2 separate regions of the Rattus norvegicus genome follow, and region 2 is linked to region 1. Evidence: chromatin contacts called from public Hi-C data. All regions are on one chromosome and are shown on one strand. The core of a region is the stretch at or near the end of the contact, and the rest is flanking DNA. Distances in the headings are between cores, read along the strand shown. Region 1 holds the start of LOC120093199 (a long non-coding RNA gene). Region 2 has its middle 7.7 kb from the start of Togaram2.

Evidence for each region. A called contact is a pair of places that touch in the nucleus more often than the background predicts.
Region 2: a contact with region 1 is called in a Hi-C map of liver, with 6 times the contacts expected there. The contact joins two enhancer-like sites. A contact is called at or near these places in 12 of 12 Hi-C or Micro-C datasets (the A7r5 cell line, the Rat2 cell line, Schwann cells and 7 more).

The regions. Positions count from the first base shown.
Region 1 is chr6:29,346,741-29,352,651 of GRCr8, reverse strand. Alk (ALK receptor tyrosine kinase) reads right to left here. Exons shown (of 29, transcript NM_001169101.3): 29 at 2,915-4,194. The coding sequence ends at 3,517. It overlaps LOC120093199 (a long non-coding RNA gene), which reads left to right and starts at 762. Exons shown (of 2, transcript XR_010052206.1): 1 at 762-2,219; 2 at 3,100-3,407. Within about 2 kb of position 3,916, at least 3 of the 93 cell types and tissues checked have an H3K27ac peak or open chromatin away from gene starts, as enhancers often do. A contact at or near this core is called in liver, where this site is marked.
Region 2 is chr6:29,553,789-29,559,695 of GRCr8, reverse strand. No RefSeq gene overlaps it. Among named protein-coding and RNA genes, the nearest start is that of Togaram2, 7.7 kb to the right of the region's middle. Within about 2 kb of position 1,590, at least 6 of the 93 cell types and tissues checked have an H3K27ac peak or open chromatin away from gene starts, as enhancers often do. A contact at or near this core is called in liver, where this site is marked.

The DNA.
Region 1 (5,911 bases), core at 2,667-5,166:
CTTAGCAAGAGTTTGGATTCAAGGATGCCTTTGAAATGAACTCTACCTGCGTCAGGGAACCAAGTGCAAACAGAACCTGACTAACAGCCTTCCCGTAGTTTCTCCGGCATCCTCTCTGATTTCAGGACATCGTGTCAAGGAATTCAGGAACAGCGGTTTGTATCTGTGCGTGCGTGCGTGCGTGCGTGCGTGCGTGCAGCACGGGAACAATCTGCTGCTGTGAAATTAGTAAAGTCGGATTGTGGCCTCTTTTGGGACTCATTAAAAAATGCATTAGCGAAAGACAGGTTGATAGCACTTCAGACAGCATTGGGAATCTTGCCCTGGAAAGCCTGCGTTTGGAGGAGTCTACATTCATACACTTTTTTTTTTTTTTTTTTAAAGAGGGCTATAAAGCTCAGGAGGACTTTTAATCCTGATGTATTACTGGAGAAAACCTATCACAGTAGCCCAGTCATTAGAATTGCTTACAGGTGCCTCTTGTGGATTTGGATGGAAAAGCTCCACATTTTCAAATAATAAAATTAGTTTGTAATTATGTAATACTTTACCACCCTAGGGTTCACCAAATATTATGTGAAAATGACTATTTTAAAAGAGCTTCCTTTCTGTTTCCAGTATTTGGGAGTTCGGTCTTTACAGTCTTCCCTTGAGCCCCGAAGGAGACAGTCAAGATGGCAGTCTTGTGACCATCATCAGACAAAGGGAAACCTTACCTACAGTGGGAGAGCCAAGAATCCTCAGTGTGCGTAGGTCAGTCAACCCCACAGCACCTGGGAGCTACCAGAGTGCAAGAGGACTGCTTGTGATTTTGTGTTTACGATCTCCCAGGGGGACCAGGGCGTTACTGTCTTTTTTGGATATGTGCCTGGTTAACTTCAGTTAGCCAGGACTCAGACACCACTTGGTGCCAGAGAGCCTACCGTAGTCTGCTAAGCCGGACGTACTGTTTAAAAGCAGATGCCGCACCTCTCTTTTGATTTGACGTATACAGGCATCATATACTATTAACAAGCCGGCCATTCCTCACAGATTGCTACTCCCACAGGCGAACAGCCATGACTTTTTTGATTCTTCCTTTATAGACACAGAGTACAGATAATTAGACTAGCTTATGGTTTGATTAGCATGGCTCCTGCAAACCTTAATTGGGCCTGTTCACGTCCTAAGTGGAGCTCGCTGTCCTGGTTAATGAATGCATTAAGAGTCCAGCATCTGTATAGATTACCATAGCCATATGGCTGGCACAATACGTAGTGGACAGTAATCCAGAGTCATGGTGCCGAGGGGGTTGCGCCAACTTCAATGAAACATCTGATGTCATCATGGCTCAGTATGGAGCTGTTTATTTACTTATCCATGTACACAGGCTTGAAGGTTTGACCATCATTTACATGAACATTGATTGATACCAATAAAGACAGAGAAAAGCAACAAATCCATCAGTGGTAGTAAGGCACAACCTGAATCTGTAGTTTTTTTTAGAGCGAAAAGGGGCAAAATTCCCCCATTAACAACAGAGCTTGCTCCCTGCCTAGTCGGTTAGTGACTACCGATGTTGCTGAGCTGTTTTCTCGGTTACAGACAGCTCCTCTGGCGTCAGCCTTCGGGGCAGTGTTTCTCAAAGCGAGACTCTGGAATCCCTTTGGGTGGTTTGTGAGCTGGAACAAGGTTTTTTGGTCGTGTGCCTATTTTTTTTTTTTTTTTTTTTTTTGCACAAACCAAAACTTTACCGATAACATGTTTTTTTGTTTTTGTTTTTTTTTTTTTTTTTCAGAACTGTTATTCACAGTTGCACGCCTGTCTTCCAGCTTCAGGGACGTCCCATGGGAAATGTTTTGGGAAGTTCTGGGAAAGAAGTCCCTGGAGTATAAAAGAATCTCTAGATGTTCAGAATCAATTCAAGGGCCAGATAACTGCCTTGTGGAAACTGAACCGTTGTCTGGAATTGGCATATTAGAACACAATGGCTCTCCTACACTCAAAACGACACTTTTGCAGTGGATAAAATGGGGAAGATGAGGAGAAAGGCACACACACACACACACACACACACACACACACACACACACGCACGCGCAGTCCCTCTGATGGAAATGCTTCGTACCTAGCAAGTAACAAAAATGTCTCACCCCAAAGAAATACTTCATCATGGCTCCCACCAGGAACAAAATGGGCAGGAGGATACAGAAGGAGAGAAAAGGAACATGAAAACATAGGTAAACTCGGTATTGCATAAGCATGTGTATAACATTTAATGGGTTCCCAATTGCATTTCATAGAAATAAATCTCATCTGTGAAAGCCAGGTTCAGAACACCCACTGAAACACAGTACTATCCTCAACTCTCCAAGCAATTTTTTAATTCCAAATGTTTTGTCATAATCAGTATTGGAGATCTATATGAATTATGCTATGAGTATTAAATCATATTTGTATTCCCAGCAAACCAGGATCTCATGGCTAAGGGAGAAAGAGAGAGCTTGGGAGAACTGGGGAAGGACCAACCAGGGTCTAGACCACTGGAAGGCCCAGTGCATCACGGAGGAGGGGAGGACCTCGGGGAGGGTCGAGCCTCAGATGTATTGATATACGTGTCCACAAATGTGTGTCTTCCTATGCTTTCAATGGACGGCTGCTACTTGAGTTTTAAAAAGTGATCAGATCTGAATGAATGGAAAGTGTGGAAGTAAGTAATTTCAGTCTTGAGTTTTAAATCCAGTAGGAAACCTCACACGCGGTATTTTTACTTTTAGTAGGAAGAATTTTTTTCTTAAGGCATGAGGTATGTTAACAGGGTGTTTGAATCGCTGCGTCTCTACTGGAGTTTCATATGCAAAGCATTTGCGATGGCTGCATTTCGCTTAGATGAATATATACACTTTTTTCACTATACTATGAACTAGTCACGGCTTTTTTTTTTTTTTTTTACAATAGGCAATGAGTTAGAACAATTAAAAGCCTCTAACCACCACCCACAGCGATGACAGTGTATGATATTTCTTTTCCACGTAAATAACGTCTCTCCTCATGCTGAGTCATTGAAATTAATTCCTTTATTTCTGTTCCCTCGCCCCTCGAATGGTTCATATCCACAAGGCAAGGAAACACCTACGACTCCCCCTATGAGACATGGAGGCAGCTATTTCTGACTACACGGAAGCAGAGAGCACACACAAATCGGAAAGAAGCCTGAGGGGACTGTACAGCAGATCATGCACCAAAACTACGCAACCAATCTGGGCCTTGTACTGATCGCTTTCTTAAGAACGGCATTTTCTTCTTTGAGGATGGATGAACCCATGCTCAAAAACCTTTCTAACACATCTTGAAAACAAGTTTTCCTCTTTTTTTTTTCTTCTTTTTCTCTTTTAAATGTGGCACTTCAAAACAAGTTGGCACAAAAATGAAAGTGAGTGACATTTGGTCTCGGAATTGTGGTGGAGTCATTCTGTCCGTCTCCCTCCCGGTGGGCTTCAGCTCCAGCCAGGGAGAAAAGCTAGTGGGACGCCGGGCTCAGGGCCCTGGCTGGGTGACCTTAGTCTTGCTTTTCAGCACGGTGTCCCCCGGGGCAGCAGTGGCTTCCAAGGGGAGACCCTGTTGCTGGTAACCATAGTTGACGTTGCCGCAGGGGAAGTGGCGCAGCCTGAACAGGGGCACCTCCTTCATGGTGGCGCTGAGCGCCGACGGCTCGAGCAGCAGCGCAGCCTCGGCTCTGCGGGGCCCCGCACCCGGCCCGGTCCAGCCACCCTCCGCCGCTCCTGCCCGGGCCTGCGGCTCCGCGCCCGGTGGGGGATGGGTCTTTTTGGCTGGCTTCTCGGTGAACCACGAGCCGTAGGTGGGGTTCCACAGGCTGGTCGGCTTGTTTCTGGAGCCCGGGCCTTTGTGCAGCTCTGGGGGAGGGTTGGGCTGAGAGAACGCCATGTTCACGTGGCCCCGATCGGCTGCACCTCGGGGCACCGGACCGGCACCCGCTCCCGCGCCTGCACCCGAGGGCTTCTTCACCAGCGGGCCTGGCGCTGCCAGGGCTGAGGGTTGGGGGGCTGAGGACGCCTCCTCGTGCTTCGCAGACTGGGGAGACACCAGCAGAGGAGGCATCCCCTCAGGGTCTTTGGGGCGCATGGGCACTTTCTCCTCCTCCTCTACTACGGGGCCATATTCGATGGGCAGAGCTGTATTGATGACATCGGGGTCCTGTGGGAAGAAGAGAGAGGATGGATGAACACGGAATCATAGAGATGTTGAATCTGGAAGAGATGAGAGAGAAAGGAGAGAGGAAGGGGCGGGGGCGGTGCTAACTGTTTACAGACGATCATTTCTGTCAACTGGTCACAAACTAGAGTCACTGGAGACTCTAAGAAGAGAACCTTAACTGAGTTATTGCTTCCATCGATCCGATTGGCCTGTGGGCTTGTCTGTGGGGCATTTTCTCAATGATGGGTGTGTGAGGCCTCAGTCCACTGTGGGCAGTGTCATCCCTCCAGGGTTATATAAAAAGCTGAGCAAGCCGCAGGAACAAGCCAATAAGCAATCTTTCTCCGTGGTCTCTGCTTCAGTTCCTGTCCCTTGCCTTGAGCTCCTGCCCTGGCTTACCATGATGACGACTGGTAAAGTGTTAGGACTTTCCTCCCCAAGTTGCATTTGCCCATGGTGTTTATCGTAAACAGAAAACAGTAACAGGAAAGCAAGCTAATGCATTAATTCACAGGTAGGTATCGGAGTACTGAGTGTGCACCACTGTTCTTGAAAACCCACTGTAGTAGGAGAGGGTACCCGGTGCTTAGGGGTTGCTGGTGAGCCTGGGGGGGCAGTGGGATGGGAGAGGACTGAGAGAAGCCCCTGGGGCAATTTTTACATTTTTAAATTTTTTATTAGATTTTAGTTTATTGTGCGTTTGTATATGTGTGCAGGTATGCGTGTGCGTGCGTGTGCGTGCGTGCGTGCGTGCGTGCGCGAGTGTGTGTGTATAAGTTGAGGACAACCCTATGGAGTGGGTTCTCTGCCCTCCACTATGTGGGTTCTGGGGTGTCAAACGGGTCATTTGGCTCTGGCAAGCACAAACCTTAAATCTGTTGAGCCATCTCACTGGTCCCTGCCTTTTTTTTTTTTTAAACATTACTCTTAAAACATCATGGTCTATTTTCAGTACTATTTTTGCAACTTCAAAGACAAAAGATAATGTGATATTAGTTTTGTTGTAGGGAAGGTGGCAGGGAAGAGGGGCGCCACATTTGGCTTACACAGGGTACGGTTTGCTCCTTCCCTAAGCAGCTGGAGTTTTCCTCGTGGTGACTCTCTGCTGTACGTTCTCATTGCCTGTGCAGATGTTCCAAGGCAGAGACTCATTCGCCCATTCAGATGTGCTGGGCTTTTGTGGAGGAGAAACCATTCACAAAAAACCAGCTCTCGCTAGATCACTGTCAGAGTCACAGACTGCGAGACGAAAGCAGATGCAGTTGCCATGGGTTTAAAGGAAAATTTGTGGGAGAAAACTCTGGGGAAATTTAATTCGGCGGTAGCTTATGCAAACGGAGGGGAAAAGGCCTCCATTGCTTAAGTTTTACAGAACAGCACGGCGGTCTCGTATCCATCAGCAAAGGGCTTAAGAAAACATCTACAAATATCTTTTCAAAGGCCATTTCATTTCTTCCCAGCTTCTTCCACAGTGAGTCCTTTACGACACACAGCTGCATAGCCACCTGCTTCTGTGAAGGTGTTACATATTCTGGAGAAAACACCCCAAAGAAGGTACGTGAATGTGTGTCTGTTTATGAGGGCATTCGATTCCTGTTACAGCATCATAAGCTGAATGTCAGTAAACAAGGTTCCCTGGCACCCCCTTCCCCCCAGTAACATGGCCACTGAGTCCAGCTAGATGAAGCAGGTGGCTCACCCTCACAGCTGAAAGCCT
Region 2 (5,907 bases), core at 341-2,840, 210 kb before region 1:
CTTCAGATGAAGATGTAGAACTCAGCTTCTCCTGCACCATGCCCGCCTGGATGCTGCCAGGCTCCTGCCTTGATGATAATGGACTGAACTTCTGAACCTGTAAGCCAGCCCCAATTAAATGCTATCCTGATAAGAGTGCATTGGTCCTGGTGTCTATTCGCAGCAGTAAAACCCTAACTAAGGCACTGTCCCACCCTGGAGTTTCAGACTGTCGGAGCATTTCCTGATCCATGACATATGGGCTGTTTTTAGTGCCCTGATAAAATAAGGGCGTTTCCCGGGCCCTTGTGCTACTGTGTAGGTGCTGTGCCAGTATCTTTCTAGGATGCTGAAACTCGACTTCAGAAAAGAGAGCTTGTTTTGATCCACCATTTTGAGGGTATGTGGCCCATCAAGGCACAGAAGGCTCGGCAGCAGGAAAACGGCAGCTGGTCACACTGCTTACCATCAGGAAGCAGGGAGAGAGGAATGCTAGCACTCATTCACTTTCTGTATCCTTTCCTGTTTATTGGGTTTGGGGCTCCAGTCTGTGCGATGGTGCTACCCGAGGAGGGGTATTCCTCTTCAGTTAAACCTCTTTGGAAATGTCCCCACAGGAGTGCCCAGAGTGTCTCCTGGGTGACTCTAAGTGCCGCAAATTTGATAAAGATGATAACGTTTGCAGATAGGTAGGAGTCTGGGTGCAGGCTTTGGTACTTGAGATTTCCATAGATCTGTCATGTTGCCTCTCATCTGGCTTCAACAGATTTCAGGTCAAGTTTCACAGGGCAAACACTCCTGACCCAAATTAAACATAAATCCTATAGAAATTAGATTTGCTCTTTGACAGTCAGTAGGCTTATGAGAATTGATTTCTTGGAATATTATAACTGAATGCATTCCTCTTTGCTTAGAAAGAACTGATTATTATTCTAACCATTTATTTAATAAATTTATTATTGTTAACCATTTAACATAACAACACATTGTTGTGTCTGTGTTGTGTCTTTATGAATATCTGTGCGAGGGAGTCAGATCTGGAACTGGAGGTACAGAGAGCTGTGTGGAAGAGCAGCCAATGCTCTAACCATTGAGCCATCTCTCCAGACCTCTCTTTTTTAACTTTGGAAAAATCATGCCTGTTGCTTCTGCCTTCATAGGTTTGGGTATTTGGGACAGATGACCAGAGCCTGCCAACTCTTACCTCATGAATGAGTGCCTCAGGAAAGGCAGGACAAATAGTTCCTTGATAGAGGTGTTCTGGAAACCTGCAACTAAAACTCCTTAGAATTGAGGCCTTCTGTTAATCTCGGTTAACGGAGAGATTTTCAGCTTGTAAAAAACCAAACGGGTGAGGTGGTGAGAGCATGGCTGTTCTCGGGACCCAGGCCTCCTTCTTCCAGCGGACATCTTGGCTGTGGATTTTGCAGTATAATCCAGTGTGCTGCTCAAGTTTCGTGAACACGGTGGAATTGCTTTTGCGCCTAGAGTCAAGGAATGCCAATGGATGTTCATTCTCTAGGCCTGTCCAGTTGCCCTGGTTTCTTTCTGGGGTCCAAGTGGAAATCGTCAAAATCAAAGTGAACCACAAGGTGTCAGTCTTCCTCCGGGCAACTCTCTTATCAGCACGCCATTACCCGCAGGAAGTGGGGCTGCCTGAGAACGCTGCCCTGGTGAACTTGTCCGCTTTCTCCTACAGCCTTCGGGAATCTCCAAGGTGCTTCCAGCTCTTTTTTTTTTTCTCTTTTTTTTCTTTTTCTTTCTTTCTTCCCCCCCGCCCCCGAAATGCATCCCAGTTTGGAGGACACAGGGTCTTCCGATTGCGCCTTCCAATTCCCTCCAGCTTCTCCGAAGTGGGCAGTGCCTCCCTCCCCCGCCCCCAAGCTGATATTCTCATGTCCTGGGCCTGAACACAGACCCAGTGGACTAGCCTGAGCAAACACCCAGCTTGGCAGAAGCAGCATGGGCGACTTGTAGTGTGTAACAGTGAAGCACCAGAGACTGCAGGCTCCCCCTCATTTCCATAATGGACAACCCCCCCACCCCCGCCCCCAGCTCACCACCCTCTCCCCGCTGCACGGACTTTGTCCATAAGAGATAGGATTACACATTCGCTCAATGGCAGCGTGAGGAATAATTTTAATTGTCACTTGGCTTCTTTTCCAAACTTTTGAAAACTTCAAGTCTACTGAAAAGTGAAAAGAATAAGTCGGGCATGCTTTTAATATCAGCATTTGGGAGTCAGAGGCAGGTGGGTCTCTAAGTTTGAGGCCATCTTGCTCTATGAAGGGACTGAGCTTGCAGAATAAACCGCAGGACAGTCAGGGTTGTACATACTGGCAGAAATAGGTCACCACTAATTTTGATCTTGAAGTAAGCAAGACCAGTGTTATCGCATGTGTCCTTCCAGACGTCTCTGTGACTGTGTGTCCGTAATACAGAGGCCAGACTGACTGCCGCGAGAGGGCTCTAATACCGTGATCCACCCGGGCTTTGCACCCCACGAGGTTCACAGGACAGCACTGCGTTTCAGAGGTGTTTATAAATATAGACTGAGAGATTTCCAGCATTACAAAAACTGAATTTCTTTTGTGTTTAGAGGTCTCTGGGTCGGCGAATGTACAAGTTTATGAGAAAAAGACATTCATTTGTAGAAACTTGCAGTGCATTTTCAGGTTCACAAGGCACTTAGTTCTTTCCTTGTTGAGGCAAGCCCTCACGTAGCCCAGGCTAGTCTCAAACTCTCAATGAGCCCTCTCCCGATCCTCCTGTCTCTGCCTCCTTAGTGTTGGGATTACCACAGTGTGTCATCGGGTTCTGGATACTTGCTTTGTGGGTTTTTTTAAATCAATTTTATTGATGTCTATGTGAATTCGCGTCTCTGTACGTGTGTCTGCCATGTGTATGCAGGTGCCCACAGAGCCCGGAACAGGGTGATGACTGTCTTGGAACTGGACTTGCTGGCAAATGTGAGCTGCCCAGCAGGGTTGCTGGGAACAGAGTTCCAGTGCCCTGGAAAGGCAGGAAGTACTTGTAACTGCTGAATCATCTTTTTAGCTCCAGGTCTTTCTTCCTTCCTTCCTTCCTTCCTTCCTTCCTTCCTTCCTTATTTATTTATTTATTTGCTTTGGACAACAGCTCATATAACCTCAACTGGCCTGGGACTTGCTTTGTGCACCAGGCTGGCTTCCTTGCCTCTGTCTTGTGAGTGGCTGACTTGGTTTTAAAAGCATTGCTTAAGTGAATGGGCAAAACCAGATAACTTTTTTTGTTTTTCAAAAAAAACAAAAAAAAAAAAACAAAAAAAAAAAACAAAAACAAAACTGGGACCTTATCTATTAATTTATTTAATATTAATAATATTATTTATTATTTTTTAAAGCAACACAAGGACAACCATTCTGCTACAAAGAAGAAAAATAAAAGAAAGAAAAAACAAAGAAAAGAAATGGTATACATTAACTCTTGGTAGCTCTTACCGCAAGCTGTCCTCTGTTGGCTCCAGCATAGTTGGCCTGGCCTGGCCTGGCCTGGCCTTCCCTTTCCTGGGAAGGAGCTGAGCATTCTGAAAACTCTACGGTGTCCCGGCCAGGCCTGCCCCTCTGTGGCCTTGGGCGAGCTGTTTACCTCCTGTGAGTGCCAATTTTTCCATCTGCACGTGGAGGACTGGATGGAGCACCTCAGACAGCTCTGGAGGGGAGTTAGAGCGGTTTGTGACATGTCTGGGAACCCGCCCTGCACAGGGCCCATGCTAGACCAAGACCACAGAGCCACCAAGTCCACAGTCCAATCAGGAATCTTCCTGTTTCAAGGACATTTGAATTTATTTAGAAGAGATTTACCTTTATTATGTTTACATTGCGTGTCTGCGTGCGGCTCTGCGCTTGTGAGTACAGGTGCCCACTGAGGTCAAATGTGTCCGATCCCCTGGAGCTGGAATTCAGATGGATGTGAGCTGCCTAATGGGGGGGCTGGAACCAAACTCAGGTCCTCTGCAAGAGCAATATGCGTTCTCAGCCACTGGGCCATCTTTGCAGCACCACCCAAACCTCGTCCATCTTAAAGGTTTGCCTACTTGACTTTGTGTGCAGGTTATTGTTATTGATATTATCGGTTATTGCTGTTAGTTTTTTCTTTTTTTCTTTTTCTTTTTCTTTTTTTTTCTTTTTTTTTAGAGCTGGGGACCGAACCCAGGGCCTTGCGCTTGCTAGGCAAGTGCTCTACCACTGAGCTAAATCCCCAACCCGCTGTTAGTTTTTTGAGACAGGGTCTCTGTTAGCCAGGTTGTCCGGTGCCCAAGGAATCCTCCTGTCTCAGCCTTTCAGGTCCTTGTTCTTCAGATGTATGCAGCCCAGCCTAGCTTTCTAATTCTGACAGTATTTTCCCTCATCCTCTGGGCTTCTCCTCCTTAAGTAAATAAATAATTAACAGAGTCTACCTAGGCTGCTGTCATCATCTGTTTGCTTGTAACACAATCCCTCAGGGTGGGTTAGTTATAAAGACAGAAGTTTTGTTTTGTCTTCTTGTCTGAGGGTCCATTGGCCTGGGTGGCCGTGTCTATTTCTCTTGCCTGCCTGGCCATGGCTATGAGAAAAGATGCTCCTTACATTCAACTGGCAGCTGACAGGTTCCAAAAATTGATTTATATCCATGGTTACTGTCACCCAGGAGAACAGTGAGAAACAAGTCTTTTCTTCCCATTCACATCAAATAGAGTCATTGCCTAAAACTACTGGGCTGCTCTCCCTTTGGCCAGTCCTGACTTGTCTTCTCCTGGAAGACATGTTTGTGTGTGTGTGTGTGTGTGTGTGTGTGTGTGTGTGTGTGTGTGTGTGGTGTGGTGTGTGTGTATGTGTGTGGTGTGTCTGTGGGTGTGGTGTGGCGCGTGTGTAGATGTGTGTTGTGTGTGTGTAGATGTGTGTTGTGTGTGTGGTATGGTGTGTGTTGTTGTGTGTGTGTGTGGTGTATGTGTGGTGTGTGTGTGTGGTGTGTGTGTGGTGTGGTGTGTGTATATTGTGTGGTGGTGTATGTGTGTGGTATGGTGTGTGTGTGTGGTGTGTGTGTGTGGTGGTGTGTGTGTGTGTGTGGTGTGTGGTGTGTGTGTGTGTGTGTGTGTGTGTGTGTGTGTGTGTGTGTGTTTGCCATCCCCACTCACTGTCTCTAGGGAGCCTGTGGTTAGGGCTTGATCCACTGGGGATCAGCAGCTTGGAAAGGAAACCAGGCAGCATCTCTCTGAACCTGAGAGATCGGAAGTGTTTGTCCGTCACTCAGGGGAGGGACTTGAAACCACTCCAATACACTTAGGATGGTGGCTGTTTATAGTTTAACAGACTGGATTGGTAGGAGACATCTTTAGCAATCTTCTCTGTGGTGGCCTCCTTTCCTGGCTCTGGTAGTGGCTTAAGGGGAGTGATGAGGTTGTTTCTGTATCTGCTGGTGGGGGGGGGGCAGAGGGAGGGAGAGAGACAGAGGCCAAGAGATAGAGAGACAGAGAGGCAGAGAGACAGAGACAGAGACAGAGAGAGAGCACCCTGGACAAATGTGTACATTTTCCTGGGGACCTGATTTTTCTTGGAGCCTTACGTGGTACAATATCTGTATTTGAACAGAATAATAAATGTATTTTCGGTTGTGCTCAAGCAGCTCTGGCCAGTTGTCTTGATCCTTTTCAATGTATGAGAGCTGTGATTCACAAGGGCTCTTTAAAACCCTGGTCTCTAGAACCTTTCCTGCACAGACAGACTGGGCTCCATGGTTGTGTGGATTTGGAATTTGCTTCACACTCCAACCCTGTTGGAGCAAAGCTGCGCCCTCCCCAGCTCACAGAGCATCCTTGAGGGAAGAAATAAGCAGAACAGGATCGACTGCCAGTTTGTCTATGCCTCCTCTGTAGAACCTTTCGTGTCTGCTTTCATATTTATTATGCAA